2 separate regions of the Oryctolagus cuniculus genome follow, and region 2 is linked to region 1. The links are chromatin contacts, called in public Micro-C maps. All regions are on one chromosome and are shown on one strand. Each heading gives the region's core, a stretch centred on a gene start, on an enhancer-like site or on the middle of the called end of the contact. The rest is flanking DNA. Distances are from core to core; before and after follow the strand shown.

Evidence for each region. Hi-C and Micro-C count contacts between places; a contact is called where the count stands out from the background.
Region 2: a contact with region 1 is called in a Micro-C map of ear pinna, with 11 times the contacts expected there. The contact joins two enhancer-like sites. A contact is called at or near these places in 3 of 6 Hi-C or Micro-C datasets (ear pinna, skin fibroblasts and an unstated tissue).

The regions. Positions count from the first base shown.
Region 1 is chr3:61,800,780-61,805,096 of mOryCun1.1, reverse strand. No RefSeq gene overlaps it. Among named protein-coding and RNA genes, the nearest start is that of SESTD1, 70 kb to the left of the region's middle. Within about 2 kb of position 2,121, at least 1 of the 8 cell types and tissues checked has an H3K27ac peak or open chromatin away from gene starts, as enhancers often do.
Region 2 is chr3:62,301,926-62,306,242 of mOryCun1.1, reverse strand. TTN (titin) reads right to left here. Exons shown (of 349, transcript XM_070070577.1): 7 at 1,739-2,069; 8 at 887-1,039; 9 at 171-308. Among named protein-coding and RNA genes, the nearest start is that of TTN, 12 kb to the right of the region's middle. Within about 2 kb of position 1,827, at least 1 of the 8 cell types and tissues checked has an H3K27ac peak or open chromatin away from gene starts, as enhancers often do.

The DNA of each region.
Region 1 (4,317 bases), core at 872-3,371:
TTTGGTTAAATCTCCCTACTCATCAAAAAGGCCTTTATCCAATTTATTTTTCTACTTCATCAGTGAAGGTCTAAATATCATTGGGGAAGTAGTTGGGTCTGGAAGAGAGTATTAAGATTAATATTATGCTTTAATTAAGTTACATTGACATTCATAATAGATCTCTATCTGGCTAATAAGAACTAATATTTTCTTGGATAAAGAGCAATAAAAATTATAGATAGACAGTGATCAACTGCTTGGTTTTAGCCTTTCAGATGAAATGGATCATATTCTATAGGGAAATTATAGAACTAATTATGAAGAGTAATGATGTTCTGAAAAAAAAAGATTCTCAACAGAAGGCAATTATAACAGTTACTGATAGGTCTAAAATTTTTAATATGAAAGGCTTTCCATGAGTGGGTTTGATTTGTCCATTGTAATTTTCTATTCGAGAGTCACTAAGATTGAGCATTTTGAAACAATTCAATGTGCATCACATAAGGTAAAGCGATATGATCAGGCACCATTTTGTTCATATTGAAGATCATTCAAAGAAGTCCACTTTTGAGCATCCGCAAAACACTCAAGTCAATCCAGCCCTCATATGCAAAGCATCTTCCTCTCCCTTCAACCACTAACCAAGCCCAGGTGCGACAGACTAGTGGGGTGACAACAGAGCCCAGGGGTCTCAGGGCTCACTGCCCTGTGCTCCTAAGTCAACTTGCCTTGAGTAACACTGTGTACCACACAGACCCACCCGCTGAACTTTGTCCAGCATGTTTTATACATGCTATTCTCTCTCTTAGCCAATTTGATACAGGCATTCTGGTTCTTTTAATTCCTCAAACATGCCAAACCGTCTTCCTTGCTGTCCTTTGATCGGAAGGCTCTTCCTGTAATGCTTGGAGCCATGTCACAGTCTCAGTTCTTGAAGCAAATGTCATGTTCTCAGACCTTTGCCTGATGATTCGCTCTAAGGCTGTCCCTTTTCCATGGTCATGGTCACATAAATCCTGTTTCTTCTTTTTCTATTATCACCTGAAATAATATTGGTTTGGTAATTTATCTTGCTCCTTTTTCACATTCTAGATGTCAGTTTCCCCAGAGCAGAGACCTTGTTTGTCATTCTATATCTCTAGCATTTAGAAGCATATATACAAGCATACTTTAAAAAGTTCATGGAAAATGAGTGTTATGATATGCATAAAACATATGGGGTCTCTACCCGAACTATCCCAGAAATACTTACTTGACTAATTCTCAAGGTAGCATATTCCATCCTTACTATCAAACTAGTCAGCTTTTACCTTTGTGCACCTGAATATGGTGGGAATACCATAATGTATATCTGCATGCATGTGGGCACATATTTACTTCCTGAATTATTGCAAAAAAAAAAAAGCGCTTTACAGCAGTTGATACTAAAAGACACAAATAAACCCTTCTCTTCCATCAAGACACCAAATAAAGTATGGCAGAAACACTGAATAGAAATGGGGTTTCTGAGTGTCTGAATGACTGATAGATTCACTGACCCATTTAATGAACATCTACTTATCAAAGCAATATTCTGAGTGTTGGTGATTCAGTTTCTTACCCAAGTCATGCTGTTAGAGAAAGAACTGCAACCCAAACCCAGGTTGTGAGATGATAGAATCCACGGGCAAATACACTTCTACAAATCACAAACTGGCCTGGCCACTAAGGCACTGCTGACTCACGCATGCTACATCAGAGTGCTTGGATTTGAGTCCCAGCTCTAGTGCCCGATTTCAGTTTCCCACCATTTGGACCCCAAGAGTCAAATGGTTATGTACTTGTCACCCACATGGGAGAACTCAATTGAGTTCCCAGCTCTCAGCCTTGACCTGGCCTATGCCCACCACTGCACTTGGAGGATAAACCAGCGGGCGTAAGCTTTCTGTCTCTGACTCTTGAATTGAAAAATAATTATAAATAATATGGCAATTCTATTCCTAAAAAGAGGAAATTAGCTAAAAACTTCAATGTGCATTAGGATTACTAAAAGAATGCTGTTAGAAATAAGATTCTGATTCAGGGGATCTGAGTGGAGCAGAGGCTCTGCCTTTCTCACAAGCTTCCCATAAGGATGCTGCCAGTCTCTGATCTACAGCAAGACAGATTTGGTGCTGCCCCCAATTCTTTATAGTTACTGATATACTGCCCTCTTGTGGCTTCTGAAGTAATTGCCCTCTGTGCTAGCATTTTCTTTCTTTAACATACAGCGATTCTCTAATTATCCCACGTAAAAGCTTTTCAAACTTATTCTTCTTGTAACACTTTCATACTTTTTGCCATATATGCACCTAGCTACACATCACCCTCATTTTTATCAATCTCTTCTCTACATTTATTATTTTAGCTTTTTTCCCCCTACATAGATTTATTTTCAAAGGAATCTTTGTATCATGACTTCAGATGGAACGATCAGTACTGCCTATCACAAATGCAATGCTAATGTAAAGAATAACTGAAGGGAAAACAAAACAATGTTTAAAAGTCCAGGTTTATGCCTATCGGAGCTCCAAGCCTGAGGCTTGATCTTCGGCTTGCTGAAGAGAGATTAATGAATGTCGGGGACCGTTAAGGACCCAGAGCACTACACTGGCATTCACTTTGATAGTTATGAGGATAGCGGAAAAGGAGCTGAATAGAGATTAACGCCTATGCAATTCAATGTTACTTCATGCAGTGGGTATGCACTCCTAAATAATCTCTTGTTTAGGAACCTGGTGGAGATAACAAGTTAAGGGCATCGTTTTTCATTTACGCATGTATGTCATCTGCACTTGAGAAGTGTATTTACAGACCTAAGTTAATTAGGGTCACAAAAGGAGTGGTGTAAGTTACAAGTGTGTGTCCCGTGGGGTACCTTTACCATCCCTTGCTGTGTGACCGGTGGACGTGGGAATCGTGGGCTGGGAAATCAGATAGACTTGGTTCATTTCTGTGCCAATTCACTGCCAGTCTTCTGGATATTCCTCGGATTTCCACCTGGCACCCTAAAGAAACTTGTTCTCTCATTCTTAAGACAAAGCAGTTGAGCCCTGGTGTAGAAAGCTTTGAGGAGGGCAGGATGACACATCCTGCTTCCTTTCAATGACTGCTGATTAAGTCTGAGAAGTCCCTCTTCCTTTTCCAAGGAATAGTTCAGGGTGGACGAGGAGATGCCAAGGTGGGCCAAGGATGCCAGGAGAGACTACAAGAGACCTGTGAGAAAGCAGCCCTTTTGTCCCTTACAGAAAATTGGAATGAAATGTGATTGCTATAGGAGGTTACCATGGCCCTTCCTCACCAGTGGCCGTAATAAGCCAGAGCTGAGGGAACGAATCTAAATCCTTAATGACACTGCTGATTGCTGAATCCACCATCCCTCAGTCCTACCCTGAGATTGATTTCCTTGCTTTTCGATCCATTCTAAGTCTTGTTTCCGGAACTTGTAAATAATAGCACTCTAATGGACACAAGGAGGATACAAAAGAAGTCTGAGCCATTGGATTTTTAATCTAATGGAGGGACCCATATCATGCACAGCGCATTTCTGGGTAAATCAACAACAGCATGACTTTTCTGACACTTGCCAAGCACTTAGTAGGAACTGTGCCTCATGTTGTCAAACAGTGTCTCATGGAATGTGTTAGCGTAGTAGGTAGGCTGTGGAGTTGAGGAGATCCAGGCTCAGACAGCTGTCACACAGTGTCATAGCCACTCTGTCATCACACTCGCAGCCCGTGAGCGGCCGACGTGACTCAAAGGTGTCTGTCTTTTCCCAGTCTAGCGAGGAGCCGGAAGTTGAATGGAAGTCCGCAGAGCAGATTCAGCAGCTGAGCTCTGAGCAGAGTGCACCGGTAGAGCAGCCATTCGCTTCTCCAGGAAGCATGATCTTACACAAATTACCTCATCTCTCTGAGCTTCGCTTTTCTTCTTTGAAACAGGGCAGAGCTGTGCCTACGTCATGTGGCTCTTGCCAGAATGAATGGAATTCTCTATTTAGAATGGGATCCTGCTATTCATGCGGCAGCTGGCTTGACATTGGGATGCAGGAACAGTCTGAGGCGTGTGCTGTTGTCACACCCTCCCCACACGTTATTTTACAAGAGGCCTCTCTGTGTTTGAGAAGGACCAATACCCATTAAAAAAAATTTATCCGGAGATATTGCTGATTTATAAGAAGTTGCCCCTGAAACCGCCTTGAAGGCTTCCTGTCTCAAGCTCTTCCTGTAAATCCTGCCATACTTCTTGCTTTTAAAGTTTCACTTTTCATTCAGTGACCTTTAGGAAATATAAAACAGAAAGGTCAGATGTTCCCAG
Region 2 (4,317 bases), core at 578-3,077, 500 kb before region 1:
ACAGAGGTCACTTCCAGCTACACAATGGAGCATTCAGTGACTCTATGGGACTAGGAATGTACACCTACAAGGGGATGACCCAAGGAACAACCCCCTTCAGAGTGAAAATTATTATTTGTGTTGACACATGTAAAAACAGCAACAAATTTCCAATCCAAAACCATTTTCACCTGCTCATGAGTTATGTGCATCTGCTCTTGCTTGGTTGTAATTATTTCTCTGGTTCTTGATTTTAATTCTTGTTCTTTGGCTTTATCGGCGGCCACTACTACCTTAGACACGGCAATCTTCTCCGCCTCCTTTCTCACCTGATTTTCATAGAGAAAAGAAGGAAACACTTTAATGTACCTTGCATAAAAGGCTACACTCATACATCAGGACTAAGACATAAATGTCACACAAGAGAGGATAAAGAGGAAAGCTGGAGTGATTTTGGACTATAATAGAAAATCTATTCAAATATGAGGGGAAATTATGCTGGATTTATAACACTTTTCAGCCTTGAATCAAGTGTTCCATTTATTTTGAGGAAAGGAAAAGCCAATGTCCTTTGGGGAAGCTTAGATAAATGAAAAGGCTGCCCTGAAATAATGGATTCCATGCCCAGCTCCTAGAGCCGCTCAAGTCCAGGTTCAACGGGGCTCTAGCTTTCCTGCTTGGGCCAGGAGTAGTCCTTCACTGGTTGGAACACCTTTGGGAGCTCAGTCTACTTTTGCTCAGACAATTCTAAAAGTCTGGGCCATCTCGGGCTCAGTGCTGTCTTCGAGATGATTTGAGCACTGGGCTATGGTGAGACCCAAGCTTGCACAGCTGGGTGAACAGCGTCTGCCTGAATACGCACGGAAGGATGTGGCTCTGGGATGCTCTCGGGCAGCCTGGTGCATACCTGTTCCTGAGCAGGTTGGATGTGCACGGCAGTCGTGGTTGTCCTCTGAGCAGTCTGCTCTACAGCACTGATAACGGGTTCTCTCACTCGGGCCATATCAACAGCAGCAACAACAGTTGCAACAGCTGCGCTTTTGTCAGCTTCTTGTTTCACCTAGATAGGATGTGCCCAAGAACATTGCTTTGTTAAAGGGTACGTCTGGTAGAAAATAGAAAGGCACAAGAGAGGGCTGCTGGCATTGTGGTGCCACTGGTGAAGCTGCTGCCTGCCACACCTGCATCCCACAAGAATACTGGTTCAAGTCCTGGCTGCTTCACTTCTGACCCAGCTCCCTGCTAGTGTGCCTGGGAAAGCAGCAGAGGATGGCCCAAGCAGTAGGTGGATGCCTGACACCCACATAGGAGACCTAGGTGGAGTTTAGGCTCCTGGCTTTGGCCTGGCTCAGCTCCAGCTGTTGCAGCCGTTTGGGGATGGAACCACTGGATGGAAGATCTCCCTCCCTCTCTCTCCCCCTCTCTGTAACTCTGCATTTGAAAAAAAAAAAAATTAAGGCACAATGGAAACCCAGTCATCCAGAGAAAAATGTGCTCAGACCTAAGCACTGATCATTGCCACAAGACAGAGTCTGTGTCATTGCAACCTACCGTTTATGTAAACCCCACAGATGAGCATGTTTGTGCCAACTAAAAAAAAAAAAATGATTTTACAGAGCATGAAATTCAAATGTGCTCTCCAGCTTGGGTTATATTTTTGAGTTTGCAGGCATTTTGCTCCAACCTATGCTGAGCTTCACAGCAGGAACTCACAGAGCAGCCCATGAACCACAGAAGGAGGGCGCAGCTCTGCCAGTACCTCTTTAGCACCAGTAGCAACAGCTCCAGCTGCAAAGGCAGCACTGGTGGACACGGCGGCAGCAGCGCCCGCAGCTCCGGTGATGGTCACCTGCTCCTGGAGCCCGTATCTCCCCTCCCATCTCTCTTCTCTCCTGATCTCAGTGGAGCTCGTCATCGTTGTCTCTCTCATCTCGGCCTCAGTGGAGGAGGCCACATAGCCCTCCTGCTTCCAGGGGGGAGGCACCTCGGGGCCTGTGGCCATCGTGGTTGTCTGAGTCTTACGGACGAGTAACGGTGACTTCACAGATCTGATGGGGGACGTGGAGATCCTCCCAGCGGGGGACACAGACCTGAAACCCAAATAGCAGAAGTTTGAATGCCAAGGCCAGGAATTCCGGGGTCATCGGATTTGAATAATGGGTGAGAATCTGGAAGTGCGTGAAAGCAAAGTTGTAAAACCTGTGCCTGGCCGGCGCCGCGACTCACGAGGCTAATCCTCTGCCTACGGCGCCGGCACCCAGGGTTCTAGTCCCGGTCGGGGCGCCAGATTCTGTCCTGGTTGCTCCTCTTTCAGGCCAGCTCTCTGCTGTGGCCCAGGAGGGCAGTGCAGGATGACCCAAGTGTTTGGGCCCCTGCACCCACATGGGAGACCAGGAGGAAGCACCTGGCTCCTGGCTTCAGATCAGCGCAGCACGCTGGCTGTGGCGGCCATTTGGGGGGTGAACCAATGGAAGGAGGACCTGTCTCTCTGTCTCTCTCTCTCTCTCACTGTCTAACTCTGTCAAAAATGAATAAATAAATAATAAAATATAAAACCTGTGTCTAGATAACCTATTCAGAGAGTAAATAATGTTCTTGAAACTCATTTGCTTTAAATCTCAATAAGCCTTATCTGCTGTAACCCTGTAAGGGACTTACACTTAATTCTAAAAAAGCTAAAGAAACATTCTGTGCCCTGTCCCAATTTTCCACACTCAGAAAGAAAAATCAGGACACCAAGAGGTGATTTGCTAGGACCAGCCCAGAAAGGACACAGTGAGTCGCACACTAAATTTCTCTGGATTGTCAATTCTGGGGACCAAAGAACATGAAGCAGGTGTTGGAGTGGAGAAAGGTTTCTGCAGTCACTCCAGTTTAGCCTTTTCCTGATTTTCCCTCTGGATTCTCCACAGCCCTCAGCAGGTCAATATGATGGTGCTTCCTGGCCAGGAAAGATTTCTCCCGAAGCTTCGTACAGAGCCCTTGTGGCTGAGTAACACACTTTGCAAACTGCTGCTCCGTTCAAGGTGTTTGTGGGTTGCTTTGAGAATTTTCCTGTTCTTGTTTACATCCACGTTCATATTTACTCAGGACTTCTTTTAAATCATCTTAGACTATCTTGGGGGCTGTCTGGCTAATTTAAAACATAGAATTTTTATAGTTTTTTTTTTTTTGTTAAATTGATAGAGTGATTTCTTCCAAGATTGTTTTTATTTTTTGCTTCTTAGGTAGAGAATATGGGCACTAAACTCCAGCACTAATAGCCAAAAAAGGGTTTTAGCAACAATGATGGGCATTCATCATCTATTTTATAATTAAATGTTTCAAAACTAATTTAATTCTTAAAATGCTTTATTACATATTTCTCCTCTAGGTGGTAGTATTGCCTTATCATTGCATTTTACTTATTCCACGTGTAAGAAAATATTTATAAATGTACTCTGGCTCCACATAGGATACTGAGTTTACATTGATTATAAATGAAACAATTATTCTAATTAAGCTAGGGTACAGTAGGTATTTGCTCTAAATTATCAACTAACTTAATAGTATATTACAGTATTGACCAGTACCCTGAAGAAATGTTTAGTCATCTTCTTGAAGTAGGTATTTTTTTCTTTTTCTTTTTCAGATAATCAACTTACATTTTATAAATGAAGTGGTAATCAAACTAAAGGGAGATCTAGGGAACAGGCTCTATTCTGAACTTATTTCCTTACAAATACAACAAAGACCAAGTTAAAATAATGTAGGGTATTTGCCAATGGAAGAAAAGCAAAGAGACGTGCATTTCAAGTGTGCTTTGTTCTTACTATACCTAGAAAAGTGGTTTTAATTCAAAAAAGAGTTAGAGACATGACAAGTCATTAGCAGCAGGCTGCAGGTAAGCCCATAACTGTGAAAATCAGTGTAATTTGAGTCATTACAAGAGAGTGCTTATTTCTGCACTTACAATAAAAATCATTACCTGGTCACAGCTAGGTACAATGCACCTTATTCAATGAAGTATGTTTGCCTTATTCTACAACAAAAGTCAAAAATAAATTACGAAACATTTTGGAAAGTAGTCTATTTTGGATAACTATTACTTTCTCTGCAAATTGGCATTTTTATTTCCTATTTTAAAGCAAATAATTTGGATGGTTATTAATGAACTTTCAGAACTGCTAAGATAGTCACAATGTTCCATGGGATTTGGAAAACTCCAATTCTCCATGATCCTTTGACTTGGACTAAAATACAGTGAGGTGGTTATCTCCCCCAGGAATCACATCTTGGCCTCTTGTGATTTTGTGGTGTGCAAACTTGTAGTTAGCCTGAGACTGAACACAATTTGAA